Regions from separate parts of the Gossypium arboreum genome. Here region 1 is linked to region 2. The links are chromatin contacts, called in public Hi-C maps. All regions are on one chromosome and are shown on one strand. Each heading gives the region's core, a stretch centred on a gene start, on an enhancer-like site or on the middle of the called end of the contact. The rest is flanking DNA. Distances are from core to core; before and after follow the strand shown.

Region 1 (6,234 bases), core at 252-2,751, 350 kb after region 2:
CACCTAATTAAGGTAATGGTCGTTCTTATTTTGGTCCACTCTTAATTTTTTTTGTTAATTTGATCATAGCCAAAAAGAAATTTGATCAAATTTGTCACTCCACCCTTAAAATAATAATGGAAGACTAATGTATTTTTTAGTGTCTAAAATAATAACAATGTCTATTTAAAATATTTAACAGATAATTTATCCTAATTTTAAAATGACGAAAATGAGAACCACTCTAATTTAAAAGAACTAAAATAAGAAATGCACATTAACATTCTATTAAGAAATACGCAATCAACATTCTATTACTATTTAATGAACTTCTATTTAGCATGACTGAGGAAGTAATTTAATCTAGCAAAACAGAAATTAGTGTTGGATGTAAAGCAAAGATTAGAGAGCAGGATAAAACCAAATTCAGTAGACAACAAAATCCTGCAATTGGGGTCGAAAATCACTAACATTAAATTACATGTCCCGAATACCAACGGACTGAAGCAATTTCAATGGTGGAGATGCGGTTACACATGGCAATAGATGCAGCGACGGAGCATGGTAGGCAGGCAATATTTGATTAAAACAAATCCTCATTAGCTGTAACGAGTAGTGACGGCGGTCCTAAGTCGTAACATTTACAGTACGCCAAAATCGCACATAGAAACATAGCTTTCCAAAATATCGTTTACAGCCCAGCAGTTGCTCTACCACAGTGAGTATATAGCTATGACAAAATGTATTAAATTTGATTTAAAAACATAATATATTTAAATTATTAATATAAATTACAAACTTATTAAAATTATATTAATATATAAAATAACTATAACATGAAAAAGGTATAACAATGAATTGCCAAAATTCATTTCTCATTTTAATTTTTTAACATAATAATTCATTTGGTCTTCCAATTTTATAAATAAGGTTATTTTAATTTTTATTTAAATTTTTATTTTTTTAATCTTTAAATTTACGTTGTTTGTTAAACTATTCAAAAATAGATGAAAAAATTAATATTTGTTAATTTTATTGATGTGATATATATATAGGTTGTAACATAGATGCCATGCCTACAATTAATTAATTATTTAAAATTTAAAAATTAAAAAATAATTAATTCTTGGCGTACATGTTAATTATTAAGATAACATGCATGTGGGTTGCCATGTGTATAGTGAGTAAAGTTAACAAATGTTAAAATTTTTAATTATTTTGAAATGATTTGATAAATAATATAAATTTTAAAATTTAATTGAAAACTAAAATGACTTTTTTATAAAATTAGAGAATAAAAATATTTAGTGCTCAAATTATCTAAAACAATATACATAAAATAGTGGTTCATATTTTTATCATATGTTTAAGAATAAATAAGATAATGCCATTATGTAGGCTATGAATATATTAAATATAAACCTTAAATGAGAATTTAAGATATAAATACGATTAAAAATAAAAGGTTTATAGATGGAAAGTCCTAAAATCTAATATGAGTTGAGGGAATTTACCATATATATATATATATATATGTGTGTATACGTACGTGTATATGTAACTAACACTGGCCTGTAATTAATGAACAAAAACAAAAAACAGTGGCCTTTAATTTTTATTTGCAGAAAACTATTAATAATCTCAAAGCCGAACTGGTTTTGTAACTTTTGCTTTATTGCCCCAACGCCACCACCACGGTCCCACTCCCTCCTCCTCCGCCATTGCCACCACTTCTTTCACTTCCTCAAAACACTGAAACCAATAACCAAAAAACCCACAAATTTGGATCTTAACTTTAAATCTCAAACAACACTCTTTTGTTTATACTGTACAAACTTTCATTTCTGATTCTCAAGGTAAGTCAAGTTTATGAAATAATGCGAGTTCTAAAATGCTTCTTTCTTTCGTTCTTTCTTTTTTTTTTTTTTAACTTTTCATTTGCTTGTTTGTTTGGTTTAAGCATAAAGGTTGATGGTGAAAGCACAGTTGTAGTGTGTAGTGAGTAAAAATGGAAAACTTATGTTTTTCCCTCTGCCCTTAGTTTTTGTTTCTTTCTGGTTTCTTTTAATTGCAAGACAAATAGATGTCAGGTTTTATGCAGACTAAAATGTTTCATTTGAGATGCTTTTTTTTTTTTGTCGGTGAGGATTCAATTTCTTGTTTTGCCTGATATGAAGCGAGCTTTTGATTCTAAGATCTTTTGCTTTTTGATTAGATCTTCTTTTTGCATTTCAACTGAAGTCATTGATGAACTTGGTTTTGCTCTGATTCGATTCACAACACTTTGAAACACTGACGATCTTACTTGTTTCTATCTAAAACCATGGCGTTTATATTTATGTTGTACGATAATGAATGGATGTCACACGGTGCCTTTTTTTTTCTTCTTCTTCCCTTTTCAGTTCTAAATTGATGGCTTGTCTTTTTCTTTCACGTTATTTTCAGTCCCAAATTACCACAAATACCAAACTCCTGCTGCTTCTTCATTCTAGTAGTACAATCTGCTTTGTAATTTCTCAACCTTGGAAACCTTTTTTTACCCCCTCACATGATGCTCTGTTTGGTAGCTGGGAAAATGTAGTATAAAAGAGAAGAGCACCTTGATTTCTGACAGCTGTCTAATAATTTGATTTGGTCAAAGTAAATTCTAATAAAAATATTAAACTTTCTTCTTAGGATTCTTGGTGACTATTAATAGTTTGGTGAATATCCACCAAAACATTATTCCATCATGCAATGTTAAAGAAATGCTACCTAACCTGATGATCCTCATTCTTAATTTTTTCTATTTCTCAGTGAATTACTAAGATTTGCATTATCTTTGGGAGGATTTATTTGAACTCTTGAGTGGTTTCGATACCAAATATGTAAGGCAGTTAGCTTTTGGTATCATAGAACATGTTTCTGTTTATAGTCTTTGAATACGGTTTAAGAAAATTGAACTTGGTTTGAAATTGTTTTCATTTCGATTAGAAAAAGAATGTCAGAAACTTATCTGAGAGTATTACGGCCTAAATAGGTTGGCTGCAGCGTGTATCCTTAGTCATATACTATGATTTTTGGATTGGAGGGAGGCTGTGATGTTCAGTTTCCTTTTCTTTTGCAGTATATATATTTTTCTTGACAAATTATTTGGTCTTCTTGACATAGGCTATAAAGGGGTTTCAAGTAATGGACCGCCGTTGGCCTTGGAAGAAAAAATCATCTGATAAAGCTGATAAAGATGCTGCTGCTGCCGCCGCCGAAGCAGATGCCGCCGCTGCTGCTTTAGCTTCAGCTGCATCTCAAAATGATCAGGTAAATCTTGTTTATGTAACTAAACCACATCGGAAAATTGGTGTTTATTTTCTCAACATTCTACATTTCTATGCCCTTGCACATTATCTCAGCTGGAGCAGAGATTTATATCTGCTTATCATCTAAATTGTTGAGCTGTTTTATCAGATAATGATTTTGTGTTGAACAGAATACTTACAAAAAACCCAAGTATGTTCAAATTTCCATGGAATCATATTCACATCTCACTGGTTTGGAGAATCAAGTGAAAATATATGAGGAACAAGTCCAGACATTGGAGAATGAGATTAAGCACTTGAATGAAAAGCTCTCTGCTGCCAATTCAGAGATTAGTGGCAAGGAAGACCTGGTGAAACAGCACACTAAAGTTGCAGAAGAAGCAGTCTCGGGTTAGTCTATGCTCAAATGTTCAGTCTAATATAAGAGTAAAGTTCCTGTAGCTAAACTTGGTCCAATTTTTTCTCACTCTCTGCTGTTGAATTTGCTGTAGGTTGGGAAAAGGCTGAAGCAGAGGCCTTGGCCTTGAAAAATCATCTGGAATCTGTTACCCTTTTGAAGCTCACTGCTGAAGATAGGGCATCGCATTTGGATGGTGCTCTTAAAGAGTGCATGCGGCAAATCCGAAATCTGAAGGAAGAACATGAGCAGAAGTTGCAAGATTTGGCTGTTAGCAAAAACAAGCAATGTGAAAAGATTAAGCTTGAGCTCGAAGCAAAGATAGCTTATTTAGACCAAGAGCTCTGTAAGTCTGCGGCTGAAAATGATGCAATTTCTAGGTCTTTGCAAGAACGTTCTAACATGCTGGTCAAGATTACTGAAGAAAAATCTCAAGCTGAGACCCAGATTGAGTGTTTGAAGGGTAACATCGAATCATGTGAAAGGGAAATCAATTCACTGAAATATGAGATTCATGTAGTTTCCAAAGAGCTCGAAATTCGCAATGAAGAAAGGAACATGAGCATGAGAACTGCAGAAGCAGCTAACAAGCAGCATATGGAGGGTGTAAAAAAGATAGCAAAGCTAGAAGCAGAGTGCCAAAGACTGCGTGGTCTTGTGAGGAAAAAGTTGCCTGGTCCTGCTGCACTTGCCCAAATGAAGCTAGAGGTTGAGAGTTTAGGCCGGGATTATGGAGATACTCGATTAAAAAGGTCTCCCGTCCGGCCTTCTACTCCACACACACCTGCTGTCACTGACTTTTCCCTTGACAATGCACAGAAATTCCATAAAGAGAATGAGTTTCTCACTGAACGATTATTAGCAATGGAAGAAGAAACAAAGATGCTGAAAGAAGCTTTGGCAAAGCGTAACAGTGAACTACTGGCTTCTAGGAATCTGTGTGCTAAGACATCTAGCAAGCTTCAAACTTTAGAAGCACAACTTGCCATCAGCAACCAGCAAAGAAGCCCCTCAAAAGCTAGCAATTCACCAAGTGTGACTTCTGTGTCTGAAGATGGAATTGATGATGAAAAAAGTTGTGCCGACTCATGGGCAACTGGTATGATCTCCGAGCTCTCTCAATTCAAAAAGGAAAAGAGCATTGAAAAGTTGAATAAAACTGAAAATGTGAAGCACCTGCATCTTATGGACGACTTTCTTGAGATGGAGAAGTTGGCGTGTTCTTCAAATGATTCAACTGCAAATGGTGCAATCACTAATGCAGGTTGTACAAACAATAAATCACCCGAAGCTGTTAATGCTGATGCTTCAGCAGAGACTTCTTGCAAGGAACTCCATTCTGGAAAGCAGCATGATCTATCACCACCAGCAAATCACGGGTCTATAGTCCATCCTGAATCTGATGCAGACAAATTGCTTGTTATGAAGCTTCATTCAAAGCTTTCTATGGTGCTTGAATCAATGTCCAAGGATGCTGATGTGCACAAAATTCTGGATGACATCAAATGTGCTATCCAGGATGCACAGGACACTCTGAGCGATCACTCTGTCAATGGTGTCTCTGAGGAAGTGGATGGCTCCGAAGGCAAATGCAATGGGCAGGGTCATCTGGAAAATGGAAGCTTAACTGAAGGGAAGGACATTTCTGTGCCTCCAGGTGATAAGGTGACTACAGAAACTTTGCAAACTATAAGTCAAGAATTAGCTGCAGCGATTTCTCAGATTCACGACTTTGTAATGTCCCTGGGGAAAGAAGCAAGGGCAGTTGACAACATATCTTCTGATGCCTATGGATTAAGCCACAAAATTGATGATTTCTCTGTCACCTACAATAAAGTCTTATGCAGCAATGTGAACTTGGATGATTTTATTTTTGGTCTTTCTACTGTTTTAGCCAAAGCCAGTGAACTAAGATTCAATGTGCTTGGCTTCAAGAGTAGTGAAGCGGAAATGAATGGACCTGATTGCATAGATAAGGTTGCTTTACCAGAGAATAAGGGAAATCAAAATGATTCATCAGGGGGAAGATATCAAAATGGCTGTGCCCATATTTCAAATCCAACTTCCAATCCTGAGGATCCTGACGATGGGAACCTGGTCTCAGAATATGAATCAAAACAAACGAGCAACATCTCATCAGAAGAATTCGAGGAATTGAAGTTGGAGAAAGAAAACATGGCGATGGATCTTTCTCGATGTACTGAAAATCTGGAGATGACTAGGTCCCAATTACATGAAACTGGGCAGCTTCTAGCAGAAGCAAAATCTCAATTGGCTGCTGCTCAAAAATCAAACAGCTTGGCTGAGACTCAGCTCAAGTGCATGGTAGAGTCCTATAGGTCACTTGAAACACGTGCAGGGGAGTTAGAGACTGAGGTGACCCTTCTCAGCGCAAAAATCAACACTCTAGAAAATGAGCTTCAAGATGAAAAGAGAAGTCACCATGATGCTTTTGCCCGATGTAAAGAACTAGAAGAGCAATTGCAAAGGTACACATTGCACTCTTTAACTACGATTTAAAGTTACTACCAACTAATTGTTGTTTGATTCTATATGCCGGTG
Region 2 (6,058 bases), core at 3,135-5,634:
TAAATTTGAATATGTTTAAATGCATATTTTTCTTGGAAAGGCTTAATTGAATAATAATACTAAAATTGTATAAAATATTATTAAATGGCGAACTAAGTGTTAGCTTATTTACCATAAATTCTCCATTCTCCTATATCTTTTAGAATTCGAAAGATTATAAACATAAAAATAAAAATTATTTGAAGGTAACATGCGAAAGGTTTTTTTTAAGTATATAAAAAAAAATGAATCATGTAATAATTTTTTAATTATTTGTGATCAAATATAAATAACTAAGAATAAGGGGGATGCGAAGCCAAAATAAGGCGTGGGCGTGTGGTGTGGTCTGGAACCGTGAGGTCCGTGACACGTTTCAGTACAACTAAGCAGCTATGAACCTAGACATCCTTTTTTTATAAAAATAATAATATCCGAAGGAAAAATAGCTTCTCTTGCCGCATAGAATATAATCTTATTGGCCCATTTGTGATTGGAGGTTCCTACTTCACAATCATATTTCTATAAATATAATCGGTGAAGTTAAATACTAAAAAAATTTAAAATACTAAATTATAAAAATAATCACTTTTGTTTGTTTCAGATTATATTTTAATTATTTATGTTTGAAATGTTACGTTCTCGTCACTTACGTTATCGTTTGTTATGAAGTGGTCACTCTACCATTAAGCTTTGTTATCTCCTTAACGGCGGTCCTATGTGACAGTCTAAATGGGTTTTAAATGCCAACTTAGATGTCCTTCGTGACAGTCCAAATTAAATTTATTTAATTAAAAGCCTATTTTCATCCCAGCAACTAGACATCCTAGTTAGCATTTAAAACTCATTTGGACTGCCACGTAGGACTGCCGTTAGGGAGGTAACGAAGTTTAGCGTTAAAGTGACCTCTTTGTAACAAAGCAATAACGTAGGTGACTAAAATATAACATTTTAAACATAAGTGACTAAAATTTAATCCGAGGCCAACAAAAATAATTATTTTTGTAGTTTACCCAAAACTTAATAATTTTTGAAAGGGCAAATTATTTTTTACTAAATTTTAAATCTAAAAAGTTCCGAAAACAATAAGTGGAGGCCCCTAACTATACATTCGTATTGTTTTCATAAAATACCATTTTGATGTTGTGCTTAATATTGTATGTGTTTTTTGCTATTGAAGAACGATGGCTTGGCACTAATGTGGATAAACACTATACTATTCGGAATAATAATTGTGAGAGGGGATGAATAGAAAATAATCATCAAGTCGTCGCCCGCGTAATTCATAACCAATTCTTACTCCTTTTCAAGCTCCCTCATTGTCAGTCTCAAAAATCCTACTAAACCAAAAATGCCTACAAGTCTTGTAAAATATTGCAACTGGTCAGAGAGTAATGAGGATTGGACAAGGAATCCCATATTCAACATGCCCTGGAGATGGAACTCCATCAACTAAACAATGTTCAAGTGAGAGAAAGGATTGGTGGTGCACTTCGACCAGGAGGACCTTGCTTTAAGTATAACACATTGGAGTCACTATATGATTGCTTATATTCATGATTTTAGAATTAAATTTTTGGTTAAATCTCCACATGCAGATAAGCAAGTAAGAGACCGAGGTTGTACCCTCTAAAGATGGGTATTTTTGTGTTACGATTCGACAACATTGTACATCTTCAGTTTATACATAGAGAGGGGGCTTGGGTAATCGAAAGAGCCCTGTTGATGATTACCTAATGGTCTCCAAATATTCATCCAAGTATGGTTCTCTTTACATGAGTGCAGATATGGGGCTCCCTTTGGAGTATATGAGGCCTTTCATTGCAACAAGGCTAGGGAAAATAGCAAGCAATGTTATTCACATTGATTGGAATGGAAGAACAGTTAAATGAACAAATGGGAGAAATCATATTGCGACTAGGTTTTTAGATGGAGTCTAATGTCTACTAGATCTATTTTAATGGTACGATATGGGCTACAAGGAGTCATGGTCCTACGAGGTCAACATATGTGGAACTTAGGCTAAATGCTGTTGTACAAGTGATAATTCCTACTCGTTCTAGAGAAACAAGTTTCAGTTTGGAGCAGGTGAGCAAAATGTTGATAATGAGATGGTAAATGTTAATAATGATAATGGTAATGGTATTGATAATGTTTCTATCGAACTTGATCCATCATTCGATAGTTGAAGGATGGCCAGGGATGAGAAGACCAAATCAGAACAAAGGGGGTTTAAATTCTTTAAATTCAAACTCTCCTGATGATTTCAATGGCATAGCAAGGAATGAAAACAATGCTATGGGTGCAAGGGAAAACAACCAAGACAATGCTATGGTAATGTAGTTGTTGCTTGTCTTGATAACAATATTGATTTTAGTGATTTGGGTAGGGAAATGAACTTAGATGATAGAGTTGGGAAGTAAATCACATAGGATTAGTGTTATTGGGTCTGAAGTTGTTGTCGATTCTACTACTATCTAAATATGGGTTTAGCTAGGCTGTATCTCCCATCACTATGATACTTATAAGTTGGAATGTTAGGGGTTGGATCAACTCCTAGTATCATAGTATTGTGTGTGATTGACATGTAAGTGTTAGGCTTGAAACTATAAAAAAGTGTAGGTGAAATGAGATTTTAAAATTTTTTTATACACTTTTATAAAATAAAAGAGAAACTTCAATTTATACTGTTTGACTTTTTAATTTTTTTACTTCTACTACTTCAATTTTCCACCTTTTTCCTTCCGTTGGCCATAATTTTATTGTTTTCTATGCAGAAAAACTTGTGATATGGAAAAAAAATAATGAAAGTATTATTACAGCTTTTTAATGTGTGTTGCCATTTTCTTTTTGATTAATATTTACAATATCTATATATGGGGATGTATTATGTTGAAATTGGAAGGACATTTGCGATAAAAACGAAATAAATGATATGATCCTTAAATCCTAGCAAGTGGGGTTGTTTCTCACTTCTTAACGTGCAAATACTATGACGCTTGGGGGGATGCACTCTACCTGCCCAAAACATGCACGTGGACCCATCAATCCAATCACCTTTCATAAATAATATATGAAAATGAATGATTGCTTTTTTATAAATATGATTTAATATTTCCTACTTCGAAATTATTATATATTTTTATACAACATTTATAAATGTTTGTAAAGTTTAAAACCTCCAATAATAATGTTCTAAATATTTTTTTATTATTTTAAAATTTTCAATGCTCATAGTCACAAGAAACTTGAGTTAGCTTGGGCTAGATGGGAGGCGAGAGAGTTTATTTGTTTTCAAATTTAGTGTACGTGTTTTGCCTGGTTTAGAAAATAATCAATCAATGCAACGTGAAATGTTATGTGCATCTTATGTTAATGTATAGAAATTAATTTTTAATAATAAAAATAGATGAAATTTTTAGTAGATGAGTAATTTATTCTTTGATCTAATATAAAATAATTAATTTATTCAATTTTGATTAAAAAATACAATTGAATTCTTAATATAAAGACTTCTATAATATTTTTTACATATAAATAAAATATAAATGATTTAAATGTATACTGATATGATGAAATGTTGGGTGCATGTTAATTATATATGTTGAAATAATTTCCATAAATGATATATTTAGGAAATTAAAAAAAAAAAAAAGAAAAAGAATAGAGATGGGGTATCCTGGCACATGGATAGCAAAGTCAGATACGGAGAATACAAATTCGTTTTTTTATTATATGATTTAGAAAACAAAAAAGCAGCTTCCAATTGACTCAACCACTTGTAAAGCCATGGTGGGCTTTCTCGAGGCTTCAATTTATTTCATTACATCCTTTTGTTTTTTTTCTGAGTTTTCAACATTAAATATTATTTATTATATATTAGCAATATCCACCCTCTATTAAATTAAATTAAAATGGGGAATTCAAAGTTGGAATTGTATGAAGTTGAATTCCTGTACCAAAAACATCAGTATGTCGAATTTGTTTTGATTGCAATGATGTTTTCAAACCAAGAAAATTATACATTTTACTATGATCAAGTTACTAACTGTTTTTACTCAGTTATGAAATGTCTTTATAATATGTGTTTGGGTGGAGAGTTAAATTTGTTGAATTATGATTAATTTATTAAATTGTGTAAGTATTGAAGGTTGATTATGTTATTATACAAATAAAAATGAAAAAAAAAGACAACATCATCATTTAATTTTGAATGACAAAAATAGAATTGATTTTAATTAATTTCATCAACCAAAAATATAAAACCATTTAAATATAAATGGATTGTATTTTGTATTTATTGTTGGTGATTAAAATTGTTGATTTAGTTACTGATAATAATATAGTATTCCAATTGCCAAAAGACATTTTAAAGCTTTTATTTAATTGCTCACCAATAGCACAACAGACACAGCCTTGTAGTTTTCTCAAACTTTAGGGGCATTCTTCTACATTCCTTTTTATAAAATCCTCCCTCGTAAATTCCATCATTCCATTCACAACCTCCAATCTTTCCCCTCAAATACCCGGACACTTCCATTTTTCTCTCGTTGATTTCCTAATTTGCCGGGAATATGTCGCCGGGGCTTGGCAAATGCAGCAAAATCCGCCACATTGTGAGGCTTCGCCAAATGCTGCGGCGGTGGAGAAACAAGGCCCGCCTGTCGGCCAGTCGCATCCCGTCCGATGTGCCGGCGGGACATGTGGCGGTCTATGTGGGGACGAGTTGCAGGAGATTCGTGGTGCGGTTGACGTACCTGAACCACCCCGTCTTTAAGAAACTCCTTATCCAAGCCGAGGAAGAGTACGGCTTCACTAATCAAGGCCCGTTGTCGATCCCCTGCGACGAGACCGTTTTCGAAGAAGTGATACGATTTATTTCCCGTTCGGATTCGGGTCACTCCGGTAAGTTCACATGCATCGAGGACTTTAAAGGAAACTGTCACGTAGGAATCAGGAGTAAGTTCGATTTGTGGACCGAATCTCGACCGTTACTTCATGGGTTCGTTGAGAAAACAATTTGGTAATTCAGGAAACAGTGAGAACAAAAAGGAAACCGCTTTGATTCTTACCCGGGTTTTTTCACTCAGTTCTGAGTTAGCTCGAGTGAACAATTCATTATACGCTGTTGAAGCAAGTGAGTTGGCCGAGTTGAGAAGCTGGTTACTAATTCATAGTGGGGTTTTCATTTTTTATTTTTTAAGAAATTGGGGGCAAAATGAACCGAGTCAATAATGATGGCTCCGGAAATGAATGGAGATGGCAGAGAAACGTGGGTGAGCTACCCACCGAGTCGTCCCGAGTTCGAATCGGAATGGGAGCAAAGGAAAAAGTTACCGAATCGAGACATTGAGACTATTCAACTCAAGTCTCAAGAACAAGACAAGAACAAGTGATTTTGTGTAAATTCTCAGATTTATTGATTGGTGAAGACAACAATGTACAGATATTAATTCCATCAATATATTCAATTATTTCCATTATTAATTTAATTTTAAATTTCTTTTTTGTTTTTATTATCGATTTTTTTTTGAAAAATGGAATTTTAATTTACTAATATTAGCCGATGAATTACAAATTGTTGTTTTACAATCATGTGGCAGCCGTTAGCTTCTTTTTTTACTTTTTTTTTTTTGTGAAATAAGAAAAATAAATAGGTTTTTTTTACCTAAATAATATTAAAAAAAACTAAAATGATATATTTCAAAAATTATGTACTAAAATGGTACATTCAAAGGGTTGGAGGGTGGTGCCCCTATTTTGACAGAATTTGCATGAAAACAGAAAATAAAAAATAAAAATAAATGGTTGAGGTAGCTTAATAGGCGGCACACTGAGTCAAATACGGGTCGTATACGGTAAAAATCAGACCCAAAACCCAATTTGCTGTCATGGATGGGACAGCACACCGGGTCGTGCCTAGGGAAGAGGCGGCACCCAAGTCATGTCTCTGGCAGAGGCAGCACCACTGATGTCAGGCGGTGGGAGAGATGGGACGGGTCATGGCTAGTGTCAGGGGATGTGTTTGATATGTGTGGTGTCAGGGGATATGTTTGATATGTGTGTTTGGGGACCTTATAAT

Evidence for each region. A called contact is a pair of places that touch in the nucleus more often than the background predicts.
Region 1: a contact with region 2 is called in a Hi-C map of leaf, with 2.9 times the contacts expected there. The contact joins the promoter of LOC108483425 here to the promoter of LOC108463228 in region 2. A contact is called at or near these places in 2 of 5 Hi-C or Micro-C datasets (both in leaf).

Annotation. Positions count from the first base shown.
Region 1 is chr1:101,283,082-101,289,315 of ASM2569848v2, forward strand. LOC108483425 (filament-like plant protein 4) reads left to right here and starts at 1,502. Exons shown (of 6, transcript XM_017786811.2): 1 at 1,502-1,835; 2 at 3,130-3,276; 3 at 3,446-3,665; 4 at 3,767-6,161. The coding sequence starts at 3,151.
Region 2 is chr1:100,925,970-100,932,027 of ASM2569848v2, forward strand. LOC108463228 (auxin-induced protein 6B-like) reads left to right here and starts at 4,385. Exons shown (of 1, transcript XM_017763169.2): 1 at 4,385-5,463. The coding sequence starts at 4,551. The coding sequence ends at 5,003.